2 separate regions of the Mus musculus genome follow, and region 2 is linked to region 1. The links are chromatin contacts, called in public Hi-C maps. All regions are on one chromosome and are shown on one strand. The core of a region is the stretch at or near the end of the contact, and the rest is flanking DNA. Distances in the headings are between cores, read along the strand shown. Region 1 overlaps Fam155a (family with sequence similarity 155, member A). Region 2 has its middle 46 kb from the start of Lig4.

Region 1 (4,643 bases), core at 1,512-4,011:
ATAGAATCCAGACAGTGGCTCCACTTGGAGAGAGAGGGGTTTTGGAAGATGTCGCTCATCCAGCAGGGTACAAAGCACTGGGCAGAGAAGGTGGCAGCTAGGACTCTGCTGCTGCGGACACTTAGGGCCAGGCTCAGCATGTTCTACTTAGACATGATTCCTCCTCACAAAACAGTTCTGAAACTGCTCTGTATCAATGTTAATTAGGATATGAAATTAAAATTTGCTCCCACCAATGGGATAATATGCAAGCGATGCAGGACACATATTTAGTTAGCCCTGGACAGGATTTTAATTTTCTGCCGTCAGCTTCTAGGAAAAGCTTGTCAGAAATGGATGGAGCGATCCATATTTTCCATTGACAGCTGCCAAGATCCAACCAGAACCATCTGCTTCATTACTATTTCCTTGAACTGGATTTCCTTGAAATTCTGTGTGCACAGCAGCAGACCGGATCATCACCTATAACTAACTGGGTTGTGATTCTATCTCCCACCTTTAGCAATTGCTCATCTATTCAAAGCCTTTCTTGCAAATATTTTAAAATAAAATGACATCATGTTATCCCACACTTAATTCATTGTCCTGAAATATCTGGGTGAAATATCATTGTATGCATGGATGATTAGGAAGGAAAATTACCTGTGGAGGCAGCATAGAGTATTTTAATGAAATAATTCCACTCATTCATTTTGAATGTCTCGATTTCTCTGACAGCAAATCACACTGCTGCAGCAAGCTCTTAGTGTTCTTTTGACAAATATGCCTGCATTATACCATGTAAAGGCACTTTAAAAATGTTTCAGTGTGTAGAAAATCTGTATGATCAGTATAAGTGAAACCAAGCATTATTTAAAGAAATTTACTCCATTTAATTGACAGGACGTATGTGACCTAGGTCAAGACAAGTCTGAAAACTTGGCGTTCCAGAAATATGGGCGCAGAGCTGGAGTTAGCACATATAATCTATAGAAAGAAGCTTTGCCCACAGGGACCATCTCCTGTTATATATCAATGCCCTTGCGTGAAATATCTATATTATTTCAGACGTGAGTGTGAGATTCCAATTTTAAGCACTGCCTCCAGTTATTGATGGTGAAGTTGGTTGTCACTCTACCTGCAATTTAGAAATTATTTTAATGTGAAAGCATGCAAATCATATTAATGAAAACAATGCAAAGAGTAATAATCATATTAAAGTAATTCAAACAAAATATCTAAAAGCCAAGGACCTTGAATAGTAGTAACCTCTCCTTGGTCATTCATCTTTTTGCCCAGAGAAGTTAGGCCAGAATTAACCCTCAGAGGGTCTGAGGGGGGATGCAGAGAAAGCATTTTCTATGCAATTGTGAGGGTCAGAGTTTGTACCCCAGCTCTCATGAAAATCCTCAGTGGGTGTAATGTCAGCTTTTAATTCCAGTGCTCATGAGGGAGATCCTGGGATTCCCAATGCTAGCTGGCTGACTGGACTGTACCTGTTGCCAAGCTCTGGGTGCAGTTGTAAGGCCCCCTGAATGAGGTGGGAGGAGAACACTCAAATAAGGCTAGCGATGTCTTCCTTTGGCATCCACACGTGTGCATATGTGTGTGCATGTGTACATGTGTCATTCTCTCTCTCTCTCTCTCTCTCTCTCTCTCTCCCTCCCTCCCTCCCTCCCTGCCTCCCTCCTTCCCTCCCTCCCTCCCTCCTTCTTATATTTATAATTCTTAGATTTATAGTTCAGGCAACCAAACAAATATCAGTTGTAGTTATCTCCTTTGGATGTGGTGCTGGGGGTTGAACCTGGAGTCTCAAACAACATGCTAGGGAACTGCTCTACCACAGAGCGCATCCCTGCTTGTGGATCCATAGAAAGTCATGACCTGCCATAGTGAAGGTTGATGTCCAAGTTTCTGTCAACAATGGCATTTCTCCTCTGTCTTCTCCTCTCAAAAAATTCCATTTTCCCTTCATTTTGTTTTAATTTTGTTCATCTTCTTTCCCCCTGCATACACTCAAGAAACAGAGGAGCCATGCTGGGGAGCCCCCAATTGTTCTTTATATGCCAAGTTCCAAGAAATGATGGAGACATAGAAATTTCCTAAAATGTGATCACAATTCTCTCTTTTCCTCAATTTCTATTTACCTTTCCCCCTGGAAAATTTTATTCTCATTGATTGTGAAATACATGTGCATGGAATCCCAGAGGACCCCCTGTCTTCTTCAGCGCCGTGGCTGTTGTTTCTGCCTCCTGTGAAGCAGATATGCACACAACTAGACCCTGCTTTCTCCATTTTTGTTCCATTCATTCACCCAATCACTTTTTAAAACCGTTCTTCTGATTGGTGGCTCTTTGGCCTGATGTGTTTAACACCTGTTAATTCTATCTTCAAAGGATTCTCATTATCAGTCCACAGACCCTCTTATGAGAGTTACCAGAGATACAAGCCTTACAAAGTTAAAGCCACTTGTAAACATGAATACTGAGTCCAGACTGCCAGGCTCTGAATAGGATGGAGATGCTGATGTAGGGGCAGTTAGAAAAGGTGACAAATGCAGAGCTAGCTGCTTTTGCTCACCATTTCATCCTTTAAAAACTTATCGACCAGGGTGGTTACAGGAAGCTCGAGGGAGCTAGAGTTTGCTGGTGTCTACTGTGTCCTTGGCACTGAGCTCAGCCGTTTGCACACATTTACCCATGTCACGGCCACATCAGTAACAGCAGGGCTGCTCTGCGGAGCCAGACCCAGGAAAGAAGCTGTCAGCAGAACAGAAGGTGCGGAGGCTGAGGCTCTACCTCCTCATCTGCTCGTGACTTTGCCTGCTTTGATTTCCTACTGAAGGTGTAGGAGCCTGCAGGAGGCAATGTCTCCAGCCACAGTCAGTTTGCAAGGCGCCCTCAGGGCTGGACTAAGTTATAGGCAGAGGGTCCACACTTAGGAAAAGAGGTCCAGAGACAAATGGGCAGTGGGGAACCTCCAACTCTGCCATTTCCAGGTTGTTTGAATAACTTATATTCCCTAAGCCCTTGCTTTCCTCTACAGCAAGACGAGGAAAGAGTTGTTATGAAATTGAATGAGAAAAGTTCTTGACATAAACAGATGCCCAGAAGGCCAGACTTTATGCTGTCCTTACTACTTACCATCTAAAACAACGTTGAATTTTGTCCTGCAGTGTTTGGAGAGAATGTTCGTCTTAATTGCCAAGACTCCTCGGCCTATGGATTGTATTCCAAGGGTCAGCAGCCAAATACTGTAGTTCCCGGATGCTGGTTCCCCTTACAGCGGCTAATTCTATTTTGAAAGGTTACAAAGAGAACCGCAAGGAGTCTTCACAGTGAAAGTCCTCCCTCTCTGGGTGCTCTGTATCAAATGTTTTCAAGGGCATGGCTCCTCTGTTTCTTGAGTGTATGTAGGGGAAAAGGAGATGAACAAAACTAAGACAAAATGAAGAGAAAACGGAATTTGCTGAGAGGAGAGGGCAGGCGAGAAATATCATTGTTGACAGAAACTCAGATATCAACCTTTGCTATGGCAGGTCATGACTTTTTATGCATCCACAAGCACAAGGGTTGTTACTCATTTCAAAAACTGTGCTTCAACCAGGAATGGAAATGTACTGACTGCTAGAGACCACAGGTGAGTACCCTTAACTGGAAACATATATGTATTATGCATTTATTAATTACAATTCTCCATGCAAAAGACAAACATATACACAAAATTAAAATCACTGCATCAGACAATTGATGATCAGTTCCAAGGAATAGACTGACAGCGGAGACCCCCACACTTAGAAGGATAAAAGCCGGGTGTGTAGGACAAGCATAACCCCCCCCCCCCTCCCAGGTCATTACCCATCTTTGCCTTTTGAGACTGGGTCTCTCTTTGGTCTGGCATTCACCGGGGTCCAGGCTGGCTGGTTAGTGATCCTCAGGGACCCATCTGTTTCCAGCTTTCCAGCACTGGGTCATGAGCACATCCCACCACATTCGACCTTTTATTAATGTGGATTCCATGGGAGCTTGGACCCTTGCTTCCAAGGCCACTACTTCACTGACTTAGCTGTCAAGGCAACCCTTGGCTGCTGGTGTTAAACATGCCATTGATTCTGTGAGAACTCATCTGTATGAAAAACAGAAAACAATATAGACAGTATCGCCCGTGTCTATGACTTAAAATTTCTATAAAAGTATGCTAGCGTCAAAATCTTTTATTTCCTGTTAAGAAATGCTCTCTTTGTTTTACAGTTGAGAGGATCCCTGTAACAGCTCTCCATGCAATTAAGTGTTGAGCCAGAAAGGTATCTCAGAAATGAACTCTGACAGCACCGCTTAATAAACTGGGTGTGGGCAGACAAATTAAAGCAGGAAGACTTTATGGTTGTTGATGGAAAGAGGTTGCAATAAAAGCAGGCATGGGGGAAGTAAGCTGTCACTCAGGAAAGAAAAGGAATTCAAAATATCTGTAAAGAATGGGGGGTAAATGCAGATATCTGTACAGTGTGGTGATACATGCAGGCAGACTTCCTCATCCTGTGGAGAAAGTTCCTCCCAGAAACCTCAGGCAAAGCTGAAATAGCCAGGCACTGCCACCGACCATATCAGGCTGGTGAGGACAGATCCGGCATGTTTGGATCACTTACCCATCTCATGGCAGAAGGG
Region 2 (4,643 bases), core at 708-3,207, 220 kb before region 1:
AGTGGTTAGTGGGACATCTGGGTAATTTACTATCAGACTCCTGGAAGATTCCACCCAGATTCAAGACCTATGAAGTTTGAATAAGTACATTTTTCCCTTGTGACATGTCCCCAGACCTTTGCCTGTGGTTTGCCTACAATTCCCACTCTGGCTCATGTGTGAGGCAGCTGCCCTTTTGCTGCTGGCACTATTGAGGGAGATGGTGAAGCTTAAGGAGGTGGACCCCATGATGGATGTTTTTGGTTGTCAACTTGACTACACCTGGAATTAACTAAAACCGAAATGGCTGGGTGAACCTGTGAGAGATTTTTTTTCTTCATTAAGTCATTTGAAGTGGGGAGATCCACTTCTTATCTACATCTTTGAGTTGTGAAGATCCATCTTTGATCTGAACTATACCTTCTGCTAGAAGCCTATATAAAGGAGATTAAAAGAAAGAAGCCTGCTTTCTTTCTCTTTGCCTGTTTGCCCTCACTCTGGCCAGCAACTCCATTCCTTCACTAGCATTAAAGCTTACTTCTTTGGGATTCTGATGGATACTAAAAACCAGGAAAGCCATCCAGCCTTGAATACTTGGTCCTTCCATTGTTTGGCAGCCATTGTTCGACTAGCTGGACCAAAACCTGTAAGCCATTCTAATAAATCCTTTATCTCTATCTAATCTAAATCATCTAGGTAGCCATGTATCTACGAATTATTAATGTATCTATCTATCTATCTATCTATATATCTATCTATATATCTACTCTATAAATTGTTTCTCTAGAAAATCCTTGCTAATATAAGTTCTTACCTGGAGGAAGTAGGTGACTGGTAGAGATAATTGCAGAGCTCACACATGGCCCATCTTTCCTCTTTCTGCCTTCTGTCCTCCATGAGGTAGAGGGCTGCTTCTTTTTTGCACACATGCCACCATTGCATTTTGCTCAAGTGCATGAGTCCAAGCTGCCATAGCTGCTTGTGAGACACTGCGGAAATCACTTTTTGATAAAGTGTTCTCATTTGGTGTTTTGATCACAACGATACAGAAGAAACTAATACAGTTCTCAATACTCATGAATTCATCTTGCATCTTTTGCCTTTGTTTTTTGTGTTTCTGCAACTATTATACTAAACTGTTCTGTATCTTATTTTTAAAACATACTCCGGGGGTCTGTGGTAAACATAGAAGGGCATGTTAAAGAGGCATTGATAGATGCAGGGCTGCTTTCCTGATGCTCACATTTCAAAGGATGACTCCGTGTTTCTTGAAAATGACAGTCCTGAATTGCAAAACCAAGCTGGGGCTTTGAGAAGATTTACATCAATCAGAGGGGACAGAGGAAGTAGCCTATGTATGCACTCTGAGAACAGTGCCTGGGTACTGAAGTTCAGTTGTATTTAGGAAATATTGGGCTGTTTAAGTTGGGATCTGTGCTTTGTAGCCATGGGTGCATCTGACATTTCTAGATGGCCAAGAGAGCAGAAGTGAGTCAGGGGTTAGGCCAGGGCATGCACAGGCTTGAAAACCCTGATCCAAGGACTAATCTGTATTCTTTAAGGAGTCCTTGAGAGATTTTACACTTGGGAAATAGATGATCAGGCTTATAAATTAGCAGAATAGGGGAAAAGAAGGACTGATGCGGCTCAGACAGGGCTATAGAATAGTAATCGGATGCAGAGAGTCTTCTTGTTCACCACTTAGAGCATGTGGGTGTTTATTATTCCCACTTTCTCATGTTAAACCAAAGACTCCACGTGTTTAAATTCCCTCCCAAATGTTGTAGCTTCAGTACGTGTGGGCACTTTTAAGCTCAATCTGTCTCCCGAGAAGTCCAAAACTCACTTGGCAGCGAGGCTGCAGAACCTGTGTGGTCGCCAGACAGTGTGTGGGGTTTGCAGTGTAGGAGACAGGGTGACAAGTGAGTGGTACCCTGGACATATGCCACCGGCATGACTGTGGAAGACGGCAAAGCCAGCCAGTATTAGTGTCATCTGGCTGAGGATGGACGTCAGCTCCTAAAAGCATCCTCCTGGCCCACACCAGCTGTGTTCGCTTTCCTAGATTGAGGGAGACAATTCATATAAAAAAACTTCACTCACTGTGGGATCCTCAGAGTCAAAGGCTAGTACATTAAGAGAATAGACATCGTTTATAACTCAGTTTCCACTTAAAATATACCGGGGTAGATTATAATGCAGTGGAGTCCCATCATGAATTATTTATAAGTAGAGGAGTTTCTTCCTGTTTTATAACTGCGGATTTCCATAATTTGGAGCTGTCTGTGGATGACTCTAAAGCAGTCTGTAAGATATTTTTTTTTAAAAAAGAGAGAAAAAAAAGGAAATGGTTTGAGAAAATATCGGCTTTCATGCGCATTCCTTAGAATATTTTGTATTTTAAGTTAAGGAAGACTCACTTGAAGGCAGTATTGGATTTGATGGGTAGAAGTGTGGCATGGAGGAGCCTCAGGTCCTGGCTCTAGTGCACCCAGGCTGTGTCATTCCCAGGGCTTCACCCTACCTGGTGTTTGTTTCAGGCTGTCCCTGGCATTACTCTCCATGCTCCGTGACTGTCCCAACCCATCTTCACATAGCTGGAGACTTTCCTTAGCCTCCCCAGGCTCCAATGCCCCCATTTCATAGCTCCAGAAAGGAGATGACTACCAGGGCTGAGATCTATGTTTTTGTACGTGTGTGTGTGTGCGCGCGTGTGTGTGTGTGTGCGTGTGCGTGTGCATGTGTGTGTGTGTGTGTGTGTGTGTGTGTGTGTGTGTGTAACTCCGCGCGCTGGGCTTGGCAGCACATCTCTTTACCTGCCGAGCATCTCGCAGGCCCCAGGACCTCTGCTGATCCGCTGGATACTGAGGATCCAGGGGATGCTCTGTTTTATGTGATTTGTTCAATATTCCCATTGCCCTTCATTAGACTCCTTTCTTTATGTTGTGTTAGGTCCCTTATAACCTTTTTTTTTTCACATGGGAATCATTTTTGTTTTATTTGTTTACTGACTGTTTTTCCTTTTTATTTTAACAATCATTTCTTAGGTGGTACAATGTTACTTTTTTTTTTTTCTATGAACGTTCTCCTTACAATTTCAAATTAAAAAAAAAAAAAAAAACCGCCCCAGAAGCTAGAGAGATTGCTCAGTGGTTAGGAGCACTTGTTGCTCTTTCAGGGAAGTTTGGATCAATTCCTAGCATCCACATGATGGCTCACGATCTCCAGTTTCAGAGAATTCCACACTCTAGAAGAATACCCTTCATGAGCAGCAGGCGTTTATGAGATGCACAGACCTGCATACAGGCACAATATCCATTCCAGTAGAATTAAATAAACACACACACACACACAAACATGCACATGTATGTGTGTGCACACGCATGCATATGCACACCCATGCATACACTCATGTGTGCACATGCACACACCTAGACTACACAGCAGCACTGAATGTATGCTCACTCATCAGTGTTTTTTGATTGCACAAGATTCTCTTCATTGGTCTGTTTGAAAGTTACGCCTTCATACCTTTCCAGCACATTGAGGGAAGTTCCATTTGAGTCAGAATAATCCAACCATAGGCTATGCAGAATGAGGATGACATTCTGCCATGTGGCATTTACATCCTTCCATGGGGGACGCATTTTTAAGGTGCTTACTTTTTGAAATGCTGAAGTGAAAGTAAAAGAGGGACGCCGTTCTGGAAATATGTGTCCTTTCTGTCACCTCCAAGTTGTTGATTCCTCAGAAAGATTTCAATTCCATTATGTATCACCAAGTATTATATAAACTGTCACTTTCACTTAAGTTCTAATTTATTTATTTGTTAGTTAAGTTTATTTATGTGTATGCTTTCTTTTTTCTGTGTCCTCAGTGAGTTCTGTCTCAACTAGATAAATTTAGATTCTCTTGCAGTGATACCTTTTAACCACGTGGAGTCCTGACTGTGGGTCATTTACAGAAATCAGATAAAGGAGCCAGATACAGAGCACCTAGCTCAAGGCCACAAGTCTGAGAGATAATCATGATAGATTGTGATAATATTGCAAAGCAATACACTCTCATAAGCAAGTGACCACACACTCCAGATGTTAAAGAATATCTGCTATTTCAAGGTAGACACTAGGCACTAACTGTGCCACAAGCTTCTACAAGGCTATTGTCCCAAATATAAAGGTTCCTTTAAAGCATAGAGTATCTGGGTGAATGATACCCGAGGACAGGCCATGCATGACCCTTTACCATAAACATCATGCAGTTTAGTCCTTGGATGAAAAAAAAACTGCCTTTAGATAGGAAATCAAAGTGACTACAGTTTAAAATTCATCTCTTAAGACCCTGTTTTTCCTTTGACATGACTGATCTGTAGAGACTTCTCACTTATGGTATGCACTTCAGTGTGGGTGCTTACACCGATCAGCCTCAAGAAATGTGTACTCCAGAAGTACAATGTGGGGAAAATGTGGAGTGAGAGGTCAGTGTGGGAAACACTCCTTGGTTTCCTTAGTAATAGTTATCTATCACTGTAACCTGGAGGGAACTTTATAGATTTTCTGTAAATGGATTCTGAGGTCTATAAATTATACTTAGAGAAGAGATTATCCTGTTATGTCAAATTCCAGCTAACACAAGGGTAATGTGTTGGCACACAGGTCCCCTGC

Evidence for each region. Hi-C and Micro-C count contacts between places; a contact is called where the count stands out from the background.
Region 2: a Hi-C map of cerebral cortex shows a contact between it and region 1, with 8 times the contacts expected there. The contact joins two enhancer-like sites. A contact is called at or near these places in 6 of 484 Hi-C or Micro-C datasets (cerebral cortex, embryonic stem cells, nephron progenitors and 2 more).

Annotation. Positions count from the first base shown.
Region 1 is chr8:9,705,734-9,710,376 of GRCm38.p6, reverse strand. The region is part of intron 1 of Fam155a (family with sequence similarity 155, member A); the gene reads left to right. Among named protein-coding and RNA genes, the nearest start is that of Fam155a, 63 kb to the left of the region's middle. Within about 2 kb of position 2,761, at least 11 of the 459 cell types and tissues checked have an H3K27ac peak or open chromatin away from gene starts, as enhancers often do. A contact at or near this core is called in cerebral cortex, where this site is marked.
Region 2 is chr8:9,927,520-9,932,162 of GRCm38.p6, reverse strand. No RefSeq gene overlaps it. Among named protein-coding and RNA genes, the nearest start is that of Lig4, 46 kb to the left of the region's middle. Within about 2 kb of position 1,957, at least 16 of the 459 cell types and tissues checked have an H3K27ac peak or open chromatin away from gene starts, as enhancers often do. A contact at or near this core is called in cerebral cortex, where this site is marked.